Regions from separate parts of the Gossypium hirsutum genome. Here all the other regions are linked to region 3. The links are chromatin contacts, called in public Hi-C maps. All regions are on one chromosome and are shown on one strand. The core of a region is the stretch at or near the end of the contact, and the rest is flanking DNA. Distances in the headings are between cores, read along the strand shown. Region 1 holds the start of LOC107948834 (BEL1-like homeodomain protein 9). Region 2 has its middle 8.9 kb from the start of LOC107949364. Region 3 has its middle 34 kb from the start of LOC107948029.

Region 1 (3,407 bases), core at 7-2,506, 40 kb before region 3:
CCCGTATCTCTGTAGATTTAGCTCCAAAGGAAGATTGTTTTGGTGGGTATTATGAGAAGATAAAGAAAGAGACAAGGCCTGAGCAGTGGCACTGGACTCGTGGTTCAAGGACAAAGGTTCAGGTTTATAAACCACGACTTCACCACCACTGTTATAAGACTCGTCAAAATCTCTTATGGTTTGAAGGTTTTGCGGGGTATAAAGGAAAGGGCTGTTATTCATATCATGAATAGAGCTAGGGTTCACGGGTAAAGACGATTGTCCGTCCAAATAAGGGTGATGATGAGAAGCTGATGAAGAACCATTAACAACCCCACCAACAAAACCCATGGAATTCACACCTTTAACTCCACAAACGAGGCTACTGTTTTTACCAGAAGCCGAAGCCGAAAGCTGGTTGGCCTGGTGATGGTGAAAGTCATGGGTAGCACTAGCGTTGGCAGCGCAAGTCAACAAATCGGAGGAAAGAAGAGAAGCCTCGTACAAAGGAAGTAGACCTGAGCAGCCTGAAAGTGTAACAGCCGTCGATTCAACACAAGCTGAGTGGTTTTGTGCCACAATTCTTAGCTTATCTCTTCTGCTTTGTTGTGGGACATGGTAGGGCTCGAAACCCTCCGCCATAGCCACACAAAAACAATAAAAAAAAACTCTCTAGCTGAAACTCTAAGAGATAGACACACACAGTTTTTACTGTTTCAGTCTACAAGAAAACCCCCCAGAAAAAAAAATGAAATTTATTGAAAAGGGTACAGAAAAGAGAAACAGCAACCAAAGAGAGAAAGTAAATAGGTAGAACAAGATGACTATATCCTTGATATTGTAAGGTTTTATATTAAAAAAGGATTTGATTAGAGAAAAAACAGTGAAAAAGATAAAAGGTGTGGGTTATATTTTGTAAATGATTTAATGAAAGGTTGATCATGGCAGAGAAGAGAAAGCTGGTGCAGTTAACAACTGATTCGTTCAAGAAATACAGAAATTTTGGCCCTGGGACTTAAAAAACTTCACACATCTTTCTCCTTGGTTCTTTTTTTTTTTTTCCTTACACAAAAAGAAATGAACTCAATGTCATGTTAGCCACTCACTCTCAAACTCAAAAAACGCACACCGGCACTCGAACGGAATCTTTGTTTATTTTTTTTCTCTGTGATCTTTCTCTCTCTGACCACTTCGAACGTCTGGTGATCATAGGGTTTCGAGAGACCGGAAGATGACCGGCTATTTGCGGTAATAATTGAACTAACTGTGTTGCAGATATTTCTGACAAAGGTTGGGGGAGATGTTTTGTCGTTTTATCTATTCTTTTGGTGTTTTATGCTATGGGGTTATTCTAACCAGCAAATCAAAAAAGAAGAAAAAAAAAAGTAGCTTTTTTTATTATTATATTCTATGACTGACTATTCATATCTTTATGAAAAAAATAAAACCTATTTTATTTTATTTTATTATTTTGATTTCATAAATATGAAGATGTGAAAATTTGGTTTATTGTGTAAAAAACGATCATTGCCTCTGAGGTGATGACGCACGTGAGGAGATTGATGAATGAAAGACAGGCTGAGTTTGCCGATCTTAACACTCAATCCCATCTATCCCTCCAATGCTTTCGATTTTCGCTTTACGATGTTTTCTTTCTTCTAATCTTTATTATTTTCTCAACTTATTGTGTTTTCTTTTTCAACTTTAACAAAATATATCTTGTTTACTTAAAACCACATCCAATTCGAGTTAGATTAATGATCAATAATTTAATTAATTTCATTGATTTAAAGAGTTAAATTAAATAAATTAATAAAATATTAAAAATCGGTTCAATTATATTAATTTATATCAACTCTCAATTCAATTAATCTAAAATCTTTCTCAAAATTAGTACCCTAACAATTCTTATTTCAACCAAACGATTAACTTGATACAATTTAGATTATCATGATGTCACTCATTAATCAAATGAATCTCGATTCAATTATAAATTTACTAAAAATCATTATTTATAGAAAAATAAAAAAAATTTAGAGTTATATTCAATTATACATTTTCTTTTATGAATTCATGTTTCAAAATGAATATTTTATTTAAATTCCCACAAATAAAAGTTAAATAAACCTAACATTGAACAAGTATATATACTTTATCTTATCAATGTGTGTATATATTATTTTTCTGTTTTTAAGAGTTATATTAAGGGACTCGTAGTTGATGCTAAAGTAAGATATATGATTAACCTTTATTCCACAGGAAATTTAATGTTAGAACCTATTTTATATTTGCCTTTTTTTTTATATTATATGATTCTCTTGTCTCTATATCTGTATTTTTATATATAAAAGTTTTGCACCATATAATCGTGTAACCTGCCAAAAATCATTTTTTAAATTTCCTGGACAAAAGTAAATGAAATCATTGATGTCTTGTAGATCTTTATGTGGCATATTTACAGTTGAAGTGTTTATTTTTCTTCTAGCTATGGTTTCATATAACGAAATCATCAACTCATTAATAATTGATTAAGTTTACATCTAACATAACTTTCTAATTTGTTTTTATTTTTTAAATTCATAAGAAATTTTCGAGATTAGGTCCAAACTTTTAAATTTTGACCTAAGTGGTCATTTCTCTCAAAAATTATTTAAATCAAGAGATGCAAACTTTAAAAAGTCTTTACCGAAGTTTAGGCTTGACATGGAAGAGGGTGGAAAGATGAAGACCAATCGAGGGAAAGATGGGTGGCAAACGACCTAGCGAACCATTATGCCAAACAAGAGCTAGGGTTTGAAAGTTTTCAGAAAAGGAAAATGAGTTTACACTTACAGTTGTCTTATTCATTATGATATATTCTTTTACCTTATTATTTTACAAAACGTATTATGAGATAATTTGTTTGCATAAGATAAATAATTTATTTGATAAATTATGAAGTGTAGTGTAGTGTAGTGATATTCCATCCTTTAAAATAGTGGGTTTAATTCTCATCTATGGAAATAAAATATATTTCATAACAAATCATTTATTTTTTCATACAAAACTTGTACTAGGGGATTAGCCTATCGAAAAATTAATTTATTTGATAAATCTTAAACTGTTTATGAATCATTCTCGAATAAGATGTATATTGATTCCCCCGAAGCAATTTAGCTAATATATGAACAAAGGCAGACTCTTTTAGGAGCAACCTAAGAGGGCTTGTCCAAAGTATTTTTGGATTTGTCCTTGTGTACGTGTATAAAGAGAGAGACTTTATTAGTAAAATGGTCCCTCAATCACCCTTTGATTCCTGGGTACGCTATTAAAAGTTTTTTTTTTCTTCCAGAAATTGTCCATGAAATTTACTTTTATTATACATTTTGACTCAAAATGTAACAACATTAAAAAAAAAATGTATGTGGCAATTCCAATAAATGAAATTG
Region 2 (3,845 bases), core at 670-3,169, 40 kb after region 3:
CATATCTAAAAGGCATTCCGTACAATCTCGTCCATTAATTATGTTAACATAGAACCAATGCGACTTTCGTTACAAATATCGTAACTAAATCCATCCATGATCACGTATATTAACACAACCAAATGACATAGATCAAGTATGGATGTGTAGCATGGAAATTACATGCAATATGATCTAAACATGTGTATTTCCAACTGGTCCTTCCTTAAACTTAAGTGAGGTCAATTTCAAAATAATAAACAGAGTGAATAAACTGAATACTTTATTTCTGATCAGAAAATAACTAAATACATAAATGTATGAAATATAAACTCCCACTAAATCATGATATCCTCAAACAATGTAACACCCATGTGAGCAGTGTGCTCATGAAAGACCTTGGGTGGTAAACCTTTTGTGAGCGAATTCGCTATCATGGAGTTTGTCCCAATGTGCTCTATGGAGATTTGACCATTTTGCACTCTTTCTTTTACAACTAGGAACTTTATGTCAATATGCTTTGACTTAGATGAACTCCTGTTGTTATTGGAATACAGCACTGCTGACTTATTGTCACAAAATAATTTGAGTGGTCTTTTTACATTCTCCAAAATGCGCAGCCCTGTGACAAATTTCCGCAACCATATTCCATGGTTTGATGCCTTATAGCATGCTATAAACTCTGCTGCCATAATGGACGAAGCTACAAGTGTCTATTTGACACTTTCCAAGATATAGCTCCTCCGGTTAACAGGTAAATATAGCCTGATGTAGATTTCCTACTATCTTGGCATCCAGCGAAATCAGAATCAGAATACCCTATGACCTCCAAGAGATTTGATCTCTTATAAGTAAGCATGTAATCTTTTGTTCTCTGAATATATCTCATAACCCTTTTGGCTGCTATCCAATGGTCTATACCAGGGTTGCTTAAATATCTACCTAACATCCCAACAATGTACGCAATGTCCGGATGCGTACATACTTTTAGGGCATTGAGTAAGACTAAATTTGTCTCCTTTAGCGACAGGGGTGTCACCTGGTCTACAATTCTGCATGCCAAACCTTTTGAGTACTTTATCGATATAGCTCTTTTGTGATAATCCAAGAATACCTCGAGATCGATCTCGATGTATCTGAATTCCTAAAACAAAAGAGGCGTCCCCAAGATCTTTCATCTCAAAATGCTTGGATAAAAATCTCTTGGTTTTAATGTAACGCCCCAAAAATTGGGCCTAGAAGAGTTGGGCTTTGAGTCTGGGATTCGGATAGAAGAAAACCTGAATATTGAGAAGTTTTAAATATTACTAGTGTTTAAAAAAATATATATTGATAAAATATTTATGTTATTACTAATATTTTAATTTTTATGAAAATTATTATCATTATAATTATTAGATACAAATATATTTATAAAATTATTGTTGTTAATTTAGTGTTTAAATTAACATATTATTAGAAAATTTTACTGTATCTATTTTTATTGATTTATGGAAATTATAATTATTATTAGGAAAAAATATATATTATCGTATTTGAAATTTTCATTATTATGGTTATTATTATTATTTTAGTTTTTAAATAAATTACAATGTATTTAAAGTGTGGGAAAAATTTGGACCAAGACTTTAGCAAAAATTATTATTTTTGCTCCTTTAGGGGATCTAGGCATTAAGGTTTATTAATAAGTTGGGCTAAAATTGGACACAAGGAGGAATCTGGCCAAGTGGTTAGGCGTGTTAAGCAGTAGGAAGGGAGCAGGGGTTCGATTCCCTGCGTGCGCAAATGTGAGTTTTTATTTTAGAAAAACCAAGGGCTGTCACAGGTAGGCCTTATTAATAGTTCAGGCTAATTTATGTCAGAAGCAAGCATCTGGCCTAGTGGCCAGGGAGGAGCCTGGGTTCAAGGCACGTTGTGCACAATTTGTGTTTTTTTTTTTTAATATGTAGATCGCGGCTAAATAAGGGTTAAGATGAGTTATTTTGGTACAGTGGCAGCAGCGCGTTAAAGGGACTGAGAGGGCACGAGTTCGAATCCAGGTGCTGCCGTTATTTTGGTTTGTTTTTAGGCGGACCAAGACTTCAGCAGGTAAGGTTTATAATTAACTGTGACCGTATATAAGTAAAGAGAGAAGCATGGTGCAGTGGCCAGCAGCACGGGCGAAGGCACAAGGGCAGACGGAGGTCTGAGGTTCAAGCCTCACCTCACGCACGGAAGGCTTGTATTTTTGCTGCTCACATGGGGGAGAGTCAGAGTTTGACCGAAACTCTTCCCAGGCAGCAGGCTGAAGCGGTCAAACGGTGGATAAGGCTGCTAGGTGGTTGGATAAATTTCAAATGCCTAATTCATGGAGCAAAGCAAGCGAATTTGAAATTAGAAAGAATTTTTATTGAGCATTAAGTACCGTATTTTATTCTTTTAATTTTGGCTTTTATGAATATTTCCTTTTTGTTCATCTTTCCTTCATCGATAATAACCGAACCTATCTTCTTTTACTCTTCTTTTCTTTCTTTTCTTTTATCTCATCTCTTCCTTCTTTAATTTCCTTCAAAGCTGAATCTGTACTGTCATCTCCTCTGTTCTACTTTTCTATTTTCTCTTTTTCATTATACTAAAATCTGAAACATCCATACTTTAGTGATTTGAGAATTAATTTTTAGATCTATTTCTTACTTGCGATTAAGATAGATTCACAGTGGATCTAAGATTTGAAAAGTGTTGGAAACGCTTCTGACAAGAACGTCTTTGGTGGTAAGCATTCAGAACTTATTTTTTTTATTTAGTAATTCGAGGATAGGCTGAAAACCCCTAAATACTTAAGGGAGACTATCGATTTTTGCCAAGATTAAAATTAAGTATTTTTCATTCAATTTTTTTTATATGTGCGCATCGAAGGCTAGCGATCAAGATCTATTTGGAGGCTAGTAAGATCAACAAGGTTAATCGTGGGGGAGATCTCGTTAGCGAATCGTCATAAAACAGGTGTGTAAATGACACCCACTCATAGACTAGATCAGCAAAAGCCGAAAAGCCGAAAAGCCAAAAAGCCGAAAAGCCGAAAAGCTGAAAAGTTGGCATTTGTGAACATGCGAGCGTGCGAGCGCTCATGAGGTGGTTTGGTTGTTAATTTTGGTAATCACAAGAAGTATGATTGCAGAGTGCACAATTTCGTGCACTTCAGTATATTTGGGCTTAATGGGCCGAAAATAGTTAGTGGGCCAACGGGCCCGATTCGGTAAAAACGCTCGGTAAGTGCTTCCATTAATGTGTTAATGGTTAGAATATGTATGTAAACTCTAGAATAGTAAATTTTACTAAAATACCCCTAAGTATGAAAATTACCATTTTACCCCTAGGTGCAAAATGACCGTTATACCCCTAGGGTTAATTTTGACTGAAATGCATGATAATCTGATTCTGTTTGTTATATGCCATGACATGTATATCTGTTGCATGGGGTTGGGTTTTGTTATAGAGGAAGAACCCGTTCTGGTGGCTGTGCCACATATTCTGATATAAGCAGCTTTGCTGCGGATTATAGTTAGTGCCGCAACCGGTGCTAACACTGTAAGTGTAGGGATGGCGTGGGTGATTTATTCCCCACAGGAAGTGTAGGGATGGACGGAGGCAAGTGCAGGGTTGGATGGGGTTATCATGCACTAATCATATGAGACTATATTGAAATGGGCCCAACTGTGTCAATATGGGCAAGGCCCAATATATCCCGACTTGTAATAGGGCTACGGCCCAGATTGATACTGATATGGGCTAGGCCCAGTATACTCTGTTACTGTAAGGGGCTATGGCCCAGATTAATATTGATATGGGCTAAGGCCCAGTTAACACTAAATTCTGAATAGGGCTTA
Region 3 (3,770 bases), core at 176-2,675:
AAAACATTATTTTAATAGTTTTTATATCCTTTATATTTTGATAAATTTAAAAAAAAAACATAATGAGAATCATGAAAGTTTTTATTATCTCAAATTTACTATTTTATTAAAGTTTAAAAAAAGTTTTACCACCTTAATTAAAATCACTGTTGGATTTTATATTAATTTTTTCACCCACCCACGTCGTGTAAATTAATATATAAAAACGTTTTTTTTTTTTTTGTGACCATAACTTGGAATTGCCTACAAAGTAAGATTTACTCGTTTGGCCAATATAACACAATAATTAAGACTTAGCACTGTTTTCCCATAAAAAGCATTCCTTTTACAAATAATAATAATTATTATTACAATAAAAAGAACAAACATTGGTGCAATGTCCTGCTTCAGCTTCACCATGTTCCAATCCGCTTTAAGGAGAAAAAGATGAAAGGGACTCCCAATGACCCAACCCCAACCCCATGCTTCTGTCTATTTAATACTATATCTACATAACTGGCAAACCAGAAATTTTATACGACTAACTGTACAAATCAATCTTTTTCCTTTCTTTTACTAGTAAATAAATTTGGATTCCCCATTTAAGAATACGTTCAATATGAACCAATTTAGCTAAAAAAAGTCATTTTAAAGGCCCGCCCACCTCAGTACTGTACTACTGCTCGTACTGTTCATCATGCATTGTTTTTACACTTTCACAATCATTTTTATTTCCTCTTAATCGTTTCACCACATTTTCTTACTTCTTAATCGGCTCCCTAATGCTTTGAAGAAGAAGAAGAAGAAGAAGAAGAAAACCTGCCACTATTACGTGCAATAATCAAACATTAAGAGAGTGATTGATCCAATTCAACTACCTGCAATGAGAGAAGGGGTATCACAAACAAAACAAAGTTACAACATGTTGTATGTCATTTAATGCCATACTATTATCAATGGAGGCAAATAGAAAAAAAAAAATTGTCACATGGCCTCATTAAAAATGAGGGGTTTGGATGCGTTAGAAAGAGTAAATAATTGTCGTGCAGGCAAGCTGTGAGCACCATCATTTGAAACACAGACATTTACTCTGTGTGTTCCACTCAAAGTGTGTTGCAGTCTTCAATTATCTGATGCGAAATGAACTTGTTAAGACAAGGATTTTTTGAATGGATTTTCCTTACCGACTTGTGTGATTAATTTGCCTAGAGGAAAATGCCAAGTTAACACGTGGTTCTTAATAACTAGAGTTACTTGTGAAAGATCAGAACATATGAAAAGTTGCATCGAATTTTTGGGCTTAACATGTTTGGATTTTGATCTACTTGTAGGCGTTATGGGTTCATGTGAAGTTAGCCTACTGAAAATGTAAAATGAATGGATTGGTGTAGGGTTGAAGCCCATTTCCAATTTCATAATGAGGTAATGATGAATCTGAAAATTGGGTCTGTAAAACTTAGTAGAGTCTACAGATTATAGGATCTGAGACGGTAAAGCTCAGAGGCAAAGTCATCAACAGCATCCTTTGTCAATAGGGTGTTGACCATCTCACCAGCGTTTTTATGAATTTATGCTCGTGCATGATATAACGTAGACGGCACAGCATCACTTAAAAAATTATGGCAAATGAATTCTGAATATGCAATCTTATATGTTGGGTAACTAAGGGTCGCGCCTTTAGATTAATTACAGTGTTTATTGATCAGTTTATAGATGAGTGAACAAAATAGAAAGAATGAAAATAGCTACTCCTTTTTATTTATTTAGCTGTAATAGCTCCCAATAGGAGCCCAACTCAATTTATACAATAGGAAACTACTAATTACTGATAAGGTTGTTACTAACAACTCATCCTAGACAATCAATTTAGTTGTTAACAGTAAAAGAAGTTACAACCATATTTAAACTAACATAACAGACTAGTAAATAACTAACCTATGCTAATATGATAACTTAACATTCACCTATCAATCTCCGCTTGTTATGTTTCCTAAAAAAACCAAGAAAAACAAAACAAAATTAACCAACAAGAAGAAATCATACTTGAGATGAACACAAGGCATCACTTGAAGAAGGTAGCAAGGGAACGCCTAGCTTGTCTCGTAACCGGCAAAATGATGGAGCAGATAGGGCTTAGTAAGTATGTCTACCACTTTATCATAGCCAGGAACTTCACCAATAAATAGTTGTCCCTCTGCAAATTTCTCATCTAATTCAACACCTTTAAACTTGGAATGCATAATCGAATTCGCGGACACATCAACCGTACTAGTATTATTGCACCAGATTCTTGATTTATCATCCATTGCAACTCCTAACTCCATGACTAAGGACTCAAGCCACATAACATCAGCTGTGGCAAAGGCTAATCTTCGATACTCAGCCTTTGCTGTCGAACAAGAGACCACTTACTGCTTCTTAGAAGACCATGATACATGATTTCCACCAAAGAAGATGCAATATCTGGTGGTAGAGTGTCTATAGTCCACATCTGATCCCAGATTCGCATCAGCAAACCCTTCAATAAATAGTTGCAATGCTAGCCAAAACATCAAATGATGATCAAGCATACCCTTCAATTAACGCAAAATTCTCTTCATAGAATTGAAATGCAAATCTAATGGTTGATGCAGCAACTGACATATGTGATTTACTGCAAATGCAATTTCAGGTCTGGTTATCACAATATACAACAATGCTCCGATACTCATGTACATCAATGAAAGCGTCTCCCCTGTTAAAATCTAAGGTAAACTTAACCTAAAACTGTATTGAAAATAAGAGAAAGCTTATGATTAAGAATTGTATTCAGTATCTTTCATTGTTAGTCGTCTCTGTACACAATGATTTGATATTTATAGTAGATGACTACTAACTACTCTTGCTTAGCAGCTTAACAACTATTTAACAACTGAATAACAAATCGTAATTGATTCACTAATACTCTAATTTATTAACACTCTAACATCCCCTAGTGGTCGAAAGTGCATATGTGCTTACCATATACGTTGGTTGACCTTTAGCTTAGTCCATATGAGCTCTTTTTAACAATTCTGTAATATACTTTCTCTAACTAAGAAACAACCTATTGTTAATATACTTGACTTCAATTCTTAAAAAAAATAATGCAACAACCCTAAATCCTTTAGTGAAAACACGACATTTAGATATTTCACAAAGTCTGCAATATCTACCTCATTATTCCCGGTCAGTATAATATCATCAACGTACAGGAGTAAAAACATGACACCCCTAGTCTTTCTCCTTATAAACAAAGACGCATCAGATTTTGCTGAATAGAATCCAATTGACACTAAATAAATCTTGAGTTTTTTAAACCATACCCATGGAGCTTAAGACCATAAAGAGCTTTGTTTAGTTTACATACAAGCTATTGACCATTGCTGCCATACTTTTCATAACTGGGAGGCTATTCCTTATACACTTCTTCAACTAAATCACCATTTAAAAATGCATTGTTGATGTCAAGTAGATGCAACTTACATCCCTTCGTAATAGTAAAAGAGGGAATGACACAAATAGTAACTGGCTTCACAACAAGATTGAAGGTTTCTTGAAAATCAAAGCCAACAATTTGTGAGTAACCCTTTGCAACTAACCAAGCTTTATACCTTGAAATTGATCTATTAGGATTTCTTTTGATTTTGAACAACTATTTACACCCAATCGGTGTTTGATCTTGTGATAGAGGGACCAAAGACCAAGTCTGATTCTTTATCAAAGCATTGTATTATTGTTGAATTGTATTCTTCCACTCTTCACTTGTAAAA

The links. Hi-C and Micro-C count contacts between places; a contact is called where the count stands out from the background.
Region 1: a Hi-C map of leaf shows a contact between it and region 3, with 3 times the contacts expected there. The contact joins the promoter of LOC107948834 here to the enhancer-like site in region 3. A contact is called at or near these places in 16 of 34 Hi-C or Micro-C datasets (anther, callus, fibers and 4 more).
Region 2: a contact with region 3 is called in a Hi-C map of leaf, with 2.3 times the contacts expected there. The contact joins two enhancer-like sites. A contact is called at or near these places in 4 of 34 Hi-C or Micro-C datasets (fibers, leaf and seedling).

The regions. Positions count from the first base shown.
Region 1 is chrA04:74,671,246-74,674,652 of Gossypium_hirsutum_v2.1, forward strand. It overlaps LOC107948834 (BEL1-like homeodomain protein 9), which reads right to left and starts at 1,257. Exons shown (of 4, transcript XM_016883487.2): 1 at 1-1,257. The coding sequence starts at 621.
Region 2 is chrA04:74,750,437-74,754,281 of Gossypium_hirsutum_v2.1, forward strand. No RefSeq gene overlaps it. Among protein-coding and RNA genes, the nearest start is that of LOC107949364, 8.9 kb to the right of the region's middle. Within about 2 kb of position 1,920, at least 3 of the 9 cell types and tissues checked have an H3K27ac peak or open chromatin away from gene starts, as enhancers often do. A contact at or near this core is called in leaf, where this site is marked.
Region 3 is chrA04:74,711,311-74,715,080 of Gossypium_hirsutum_v2.1, forward strand. No RefSeq gene overlaps it. Among protein-coding and RNA genes, the nearest start is that of LOC107948029, 34 kb to the left of the region's middle. Within about 2 kb of position 1,426, at least 4 of the 9 cell types and tissues checked have an H3K27ac peak or open chromatin away from gene starts, as enhancers often do. A contact at or near this core is called in leaf, where this site is marked.